Linked DNA regions of Sus scrofa: region 2 is linked to region 1. The links are chromatin contacts, called in public promoter capture Hi-C maps. All regions are on one chromosome and are shown on one strand. Each heading gives the region's core, a stretch centred on a gene start, on an enhancer-like site or on the middle of the called end of the contact. The rest is flanking DNA. Distances are from core to core; before and after follow the strand shown. Region 1 holds the start of PRCC (proline-rich protein PRCC). Region 2 holds the start of LAMTOR2 (late endosomal/lysosomal adaptor, MAPK and MTOR activator 2).

What was found. Promoter capture Hi-C pulls out the DNA fragments that hold promoters and counts their contacts.
Region 2: a promoter capture Hi-C map of liver shows a contact between it and region 1, with 10 times the contacts expected there. The contact joins the promoter of LAMTOR2 here to the promoter of PRCC in region 1. A contact is called at or near these places in 1 of 5 promoter capture datasets (liver), 2 of 47 Hi-C or Micro-C datasets (heart right ventricle and liver) and 1 of 2 datasets of contacts at active chromatin or transcription factors (skeletal muscle).

The regions. Positions count from the first base shown.
Region 1 is chr4:93,324,127-93,326,826 of Sscrofa11.1, forward strand. It overlaps PRCC (proline-rich protein PRCC), which reads right to left and starts at 1,373. Exons shown (of 7, transcript XM_001924343.6): 1 at 368-1,373. The coding sequence starts at 835.
Region 2 is chr4:93,974,308-93,977,007 of Sscrofa11.1, forward strand. It overlaps LAMTOR2 (late endosomal/lysosomal adaptor, MAPK and MTOR activator 2), which reads right to left and starts at 1,254. Exons shown (of 4, transcript NM_001243627.1): 1 at 979-1,254; 2 at 510-672. The coding sequence starts at 1,046. It overlaps UBQLN4 (ubiquilin-4), which reads left to right and starts at 2,079. Exons shown (of 11, transcript XM_003125701.5): 1 at 2,079-2,280. The coding sequence starts at 2,173.

The DNA.
Region 1 (2,700 bases), core at 123-2,622:
ATGCTGTCCTCAGTATAAGAGGGAAAGGAAAAACAAAAAACCAAAAAACCTGGCCCGCGGTGAAGATGCAACAAGGGAGAGTGGACCTAAGTGTCGCTAGGCCTGGGCCTGTCAGTGCCAGGTGATGGTTTATGGCCCTTCTGCAGGCGAGTCTAGCAGGAGAAACCCGCGTGGACCAATACCCTAACTCCCCGAAAGTTGACAAACTTCGGCTCCCATTAATCGCACTGTACCAGGAATCCAGCGGCCTAGAATCAATGGTTGCATTTATAGGACGGAGTCCCAGAATCCCCACGAATCCATCCTACAGCTTAGCCCATGCCCAAATCCAATGGACAGTTTGGGGGTGCCCTTCCCGGATACTCACATCCCCCTTATGCAGCTCCGGCGCCGCAATCTTCACCGGCTCTGTCCGCTTCTTTGGCTTGGGAAGCCCCAGGGGGGACCCGGCGCCGCCGATGGGGGGGGGAAGACTGAGGCCAGGGCCTCTGGGCGAGGGCAGCCCCAATCCTAACCCCTCCCCAACTCCCGCCGCCTCAGCCGGGCTCACGCCTGGAGGTGGGGGGAAGCCTCCCAGGCCGAAGGGCAAGGGGGGAGGAGGCTGGAGCCGGGGGTCTCCGGTGGGTGGGGGCAGCAACAGCGGCGGGGGAAAGGCTGGGGCCAGCATCTGGGGGGGCGGAGGCAGCAAAGCCGGACCCTTGGGTGCGGGGAGAGAAGCGAACAAGCCCCCTAAAGTGGGCCCAGGTGTAGGGGCCGCCGCCTCCTCTTCCTCCGGCTCCGGCTCAGCCTCATCCGGCTCACTCTCATCGCTGCTGGCGTAAGCAACCAGCGACATGGCGCCGCCCGCCTTTGGGGCGCCCTTGCCGGCAATCAAGGCCTACTTGAGACCGGGGATGCCCAGAGGCCTAGTGGGCCCCGCCACTTGGCGGGGCAGGAAACTAAAAAGCCCGCCTTCCCCGTACTCTAGGACTATCCGTGGCAGAAGCCCATGCCCACAGTTGATTTCCACCGAATAAGGCTTCCCTCTTCACTTAAGCTCCTAGTCCCGGGCAACTACACACAGCTAATGGCCGCCGAGTCACTCCGCCTCCTCCTCGCCTCACCAATACAGGAACTACAACTCCCAGAGAATACTTTGAGCACAGCACCATTATCCGACGCAAGTAGCTCAGCGCAAGGCACGGCGGGAATCGGAGTCCGAGGAAGAATTAAGCGGCGCGGAGAAAGACAGGCGGTAAACCCGCCTCTGACACGAGGACTCCTGGGAGGAGTAGTTTTTTGGAGTCGTCTGACAATTCCTGGACAACTACAAGTACCACCGGTCACCGCGGTAGTCAGGGAGCCGGGTCGGAGAGCATTTCGGTACTTGAAGTTCCCTAGGGTAGCTGCTTGGGCGCTAAGATTTATGGGAGACGTAGTGCTCGTAGAAACTGCAAGTGATGTCGGGAATGTGAGGGAGTCTGGGAAGGTGGAGGATTGGGGAAAATAGCTTAAAGGGAAAGTGATCTGTAAATCTGTAAATGAACTGATGAAGCCTTTGAGTCCACTGAAGAAACCCGGAGCACCCAGGAACAATCAGAGTCCTAGAGACCTGTACGAAGTTGGGCTGCGAGCCAGAAAGAAGGCCTAATAATAAACATCTGCAGGCTAAAGTAAATGTGACATAAGAGGGAATAAATGATCTCCCTCGCCTTGACCAAAATGCACATCCAGGAGCACATCTGGCCCGTCTAGCCTGGGTCCTGAGCTCTCTCTGCAGTGAAACAGAACGATGGGCAGGACCCTGGAAGGCAGGGCTCGGTACTTGAGATTTGGGGGCAGCTCCATCTCAGCCCCTATCACAGATTTGAGTCATTGCCTGAGTCCATCCCTTCCTGCATATGTTCTTTGTATCTGTCTCTGCCTGGTGTTTGTTGTGCCTTTCTGCGTGAACTTGTTAATTGGTCCTGTGAGTGACCTTTCTATCCATCCGTGTTGATGTGTGTCCTTTTCCCAGCTCAGGTATGTCTGCTCGTGATTCTGCTGCTCTTTCCCTGTCCACCTGTAATTTTGTGTCCTTTTCATGTTTATTCGTCTTTGCCCCTTCCTGTCTGCCTGGGACTGGGTGCCCTCTACTTGTCAACTCTGTGTCTTTTATAATTTAAAGCTTTATGTACTAAAGCACCTCTGTGTGTGCTCTATCCCCCTACTCCCAGAGAGCAGAAGCATCTACTGAGCTCAGCCCATGAAGACTGTTGAGGTTTGGGGAGGAGGCTAAAGAGGAAGATGGAAAGGATGATGATGGCCACAACAACAACCAAAAAGAGAGTCAGTGAAGGCCCAAGTGTGAGTGAATTCACCATTAGAGAAGGTTGCTGTGCCCTCCACCTCCCCCCGCCCCACCCCCACCTTCTCCATGTGTCTAAATCTCACCCTGCCTTCACCAACAAATTCATATGCTGCCTTCTCCATCTGTTTGCTTCAATCTGTTTGCTCCCTGCTCTGGATGCCCAGAGCACTTTTTTTTTCCTGCCTACCAAATCTTAAACTTTAATGTGCCTAAGATCCCTGGGAAAGCTTCTTAAAAATGCAAATTGCTGAATTCCAGCCTAACTGATTCCTCTTCAGTAGGTGTGGAGTGGGGCCCAGAAGTCTGGATTTTTAAGAAAATCCTCAGTTGATTGCAAAGCAGGTACAGTGAGGACTACCCTGAGAAATTAG
Region 2 (2,700 bases), core at 4-2,503, 650 kb after region 1:
GTTCTGTTCCCAAGAAATTCAGTCTAATGGCGCTTCCTCTTTCTGGACTTTATCTCCTTTTTCTGTAAACTGAAGGAACTGGACTAGGGTCTGGACACTTTGCCATGCTTCTGAGTCTGAGAATCTCAGATGACAACACTTTGTGTCTGCATATCACTCTACAGTTTACACCTACCCTTTCATTTGATCACAACAACCCTGTGTGCGTGATGTGGTGGTGGGGATTATTTTCACACTGGAGATGTGGTAAAAAAGCTTGTGACTTACCCAAGGTTCCACAAATGGCAAGTGGCTGGCTGAGACTAGAACCCAGCCAGACCTCGGGTCCAATACTCCTTCCTCATCACCACTTGATACATAGGGTCCTGCCTATTATAAATGCTGCTGCAGACCAACTCTTAGTAATCTTCCAGAAATCCTGTCCCTGGGCCCCAACCATCCAGGATGGGGTCCAGGGTGCCCCTTGGGGGTCCCCTTAGGGACAGAGGAAATGGCTCCCCTCTCCATACCATGCAGTCCATGAGGATGAATTTGAGATTGTCTTCGTTAAATGCTTGGTTCCCGTTCCGGTCGTAGGCCGCCCAGATGTTACTGGCGATGGCTGCAGTGACTCGGGCGTCCGTATCCCCGTAACCAGAGTAGGCCAACAGAGATCCCTCGTTATTCAGCAGCCTGGAAAAGCATCAGAACGGATATCAACGTGCTCAGGATGGGGAGTAAAATACCTGACTTTCCATCCCAACTCGCCCACCGGCGCTCCTAGAAAGCAAGGGTCTGGGTTGAGTGTGTCCTAGAACATGCCCCAAACACCCAGCACGTCAGTTTCTCTTTCAAGAGTGGCCCTCTCGCCGGTTCACCCAAAGGCTGCCCCCTCTGCCACCTCCTCCCTTCCCAGAGAGCCTTCCCCACCCCTCCCTCGGAGAGCCGCGCGCAGCCCCACTCCAGTGCTCGCCGCTCGGCCTCTCGGTCCGCACTCACAGGGTGCTCTGGACACCTCCAGTGTTAGCTTGGCTTAGCACCTGGGTCAAAGCCTTGGGACGCAGCATGCCTGTGGCTCCTAACCCTGGGCTTTCACAACCTGATCCCGGAGTTTCCTATAACTGGCCTCCGCCTGCCGCTTCCCGTAGTCCAGCTGCCCGGCTCCAGAACTCCTGGGAGTTGTAGTTTCCTGGCCTGACTGTGCGGTTCTGACTCAACCCCGCCTCACCGCGGGGGGCGCTGGGAATTGTAGTTCCTCGAAGCTTCGCGAGGCACCCTGGGAACTACAGTTCGCCTTTCCAGTGAGACCACGCGGTTATGGGGGAAAAGAGCGGGAGTAAAAGGATAGTGGCAGTACTGGAAGGACATTTAACCCTCTCGGGCAGAGGAGTCATATCTGCTTGACAATCCACGATTCAGTAATTAAAAGAAAACAAAATTCCTATACTTGTCAGGCATACCTTGGGTTACTTCTCAAAGCAATTTTCTACATTATGCATAATTCTGTGAGATGAGGAGATAGATGCTATTGAGGAAATAGGCTCAGAAAGGCCATGCAGGCAAAAATCCAGGTCTCTGGAACTGTACTGAATAGACTTCTTGGAGGCCGCTACCCTCAGGGGAATTAAGTCAATCCTACAGAAGAGGTTTTAGGTAGATATCCAGAAGTGGAAAATTCAGCCTCCAAGTCGGGAGAAGCCTCAGGCCTGGAAAGGATTTGGGCTTTCCAAGAAAGACCAGTTATCATAGGGAACGGAGATAAAGCGGCGACACAGAAAGTCCTTTGTCCCGGAGAAAGAGTTAGTCGCGGAGGGGGCGGGTAGCTTTGGGCCCGGGGGCGGGGGGTTGGCACCTCAGCGCGACTCGGACCGGCTACCACGGGCGGTGGTCTCTCCCGGAGAGTTTGCTTCCCGCCCCTGTCCGGAGCAGCCCCTTTGGGGGCCGCCGCCCAGCAAGGCCCTGCCCAGGCTGCAGACCCCGGGCTCGGCCCTGGGCGGACCCCGCTGCAGTGGCCCCCCCGGTCCGCCCGGGGCGCTGTGGCTGCGGCTGGTCCGGAGGGGGCGGTGAAGCCTTGGGGAGGGGAGGGGAGAGGGGAGTGTTGGAGGCGCCGGAGCCGAGCACCGCCGGGCGGGCGGGGAGGAGGAGGAGCCGGGGCGGGCTGGCGGGCGGCCGGGTGGCGGCGGCGGCGGCGGCATGGCGGAGCCGAGCGGGGCCGAGACGAGGCCCCCGATTCGGGTCACCGTCAAGACCCCTAAGGACAAGGAGGAAATTGTGATCTGCGATCGAGCCTCGGTCAAGGAGGTAGTACGGGTGGTGGGGATTGGGGGGGTGCGGAGGAGTGGTCTGTGAAGAGGGGGGTGTCTCTGAGACCGTCGGGCGTATGGGAGGGCCGGGGAGAGGAGGGCGGGGGCCCAGCAGGCACTCGGGGAAGCGGGAGGGAAGAGGCGGCGGGTAGGGGGCGTCCTGCGAGGTCGATCCGGGGTAGCGTGGCGCGTGTTTGGGAAGGGAGGCCGGGGTTTGCCTTGTGGCCTGGTCTGGGGGCGTGGTGGAGTTGGAAGAGGACACCTTGCACAGGCAAGGGGGAAGGACCCTGTGTTGGAGAGGAGTGTTTGCGCCGCTTACTAGCGGGGGTTCGAGGCGCTGAGGCAGGGTGGGAGCCGGGCAAGGTGCGGAGGCCGGATAGTGGGCGCGGGGCGCAGGCGAGGAAAGCTCCAGGCTTCT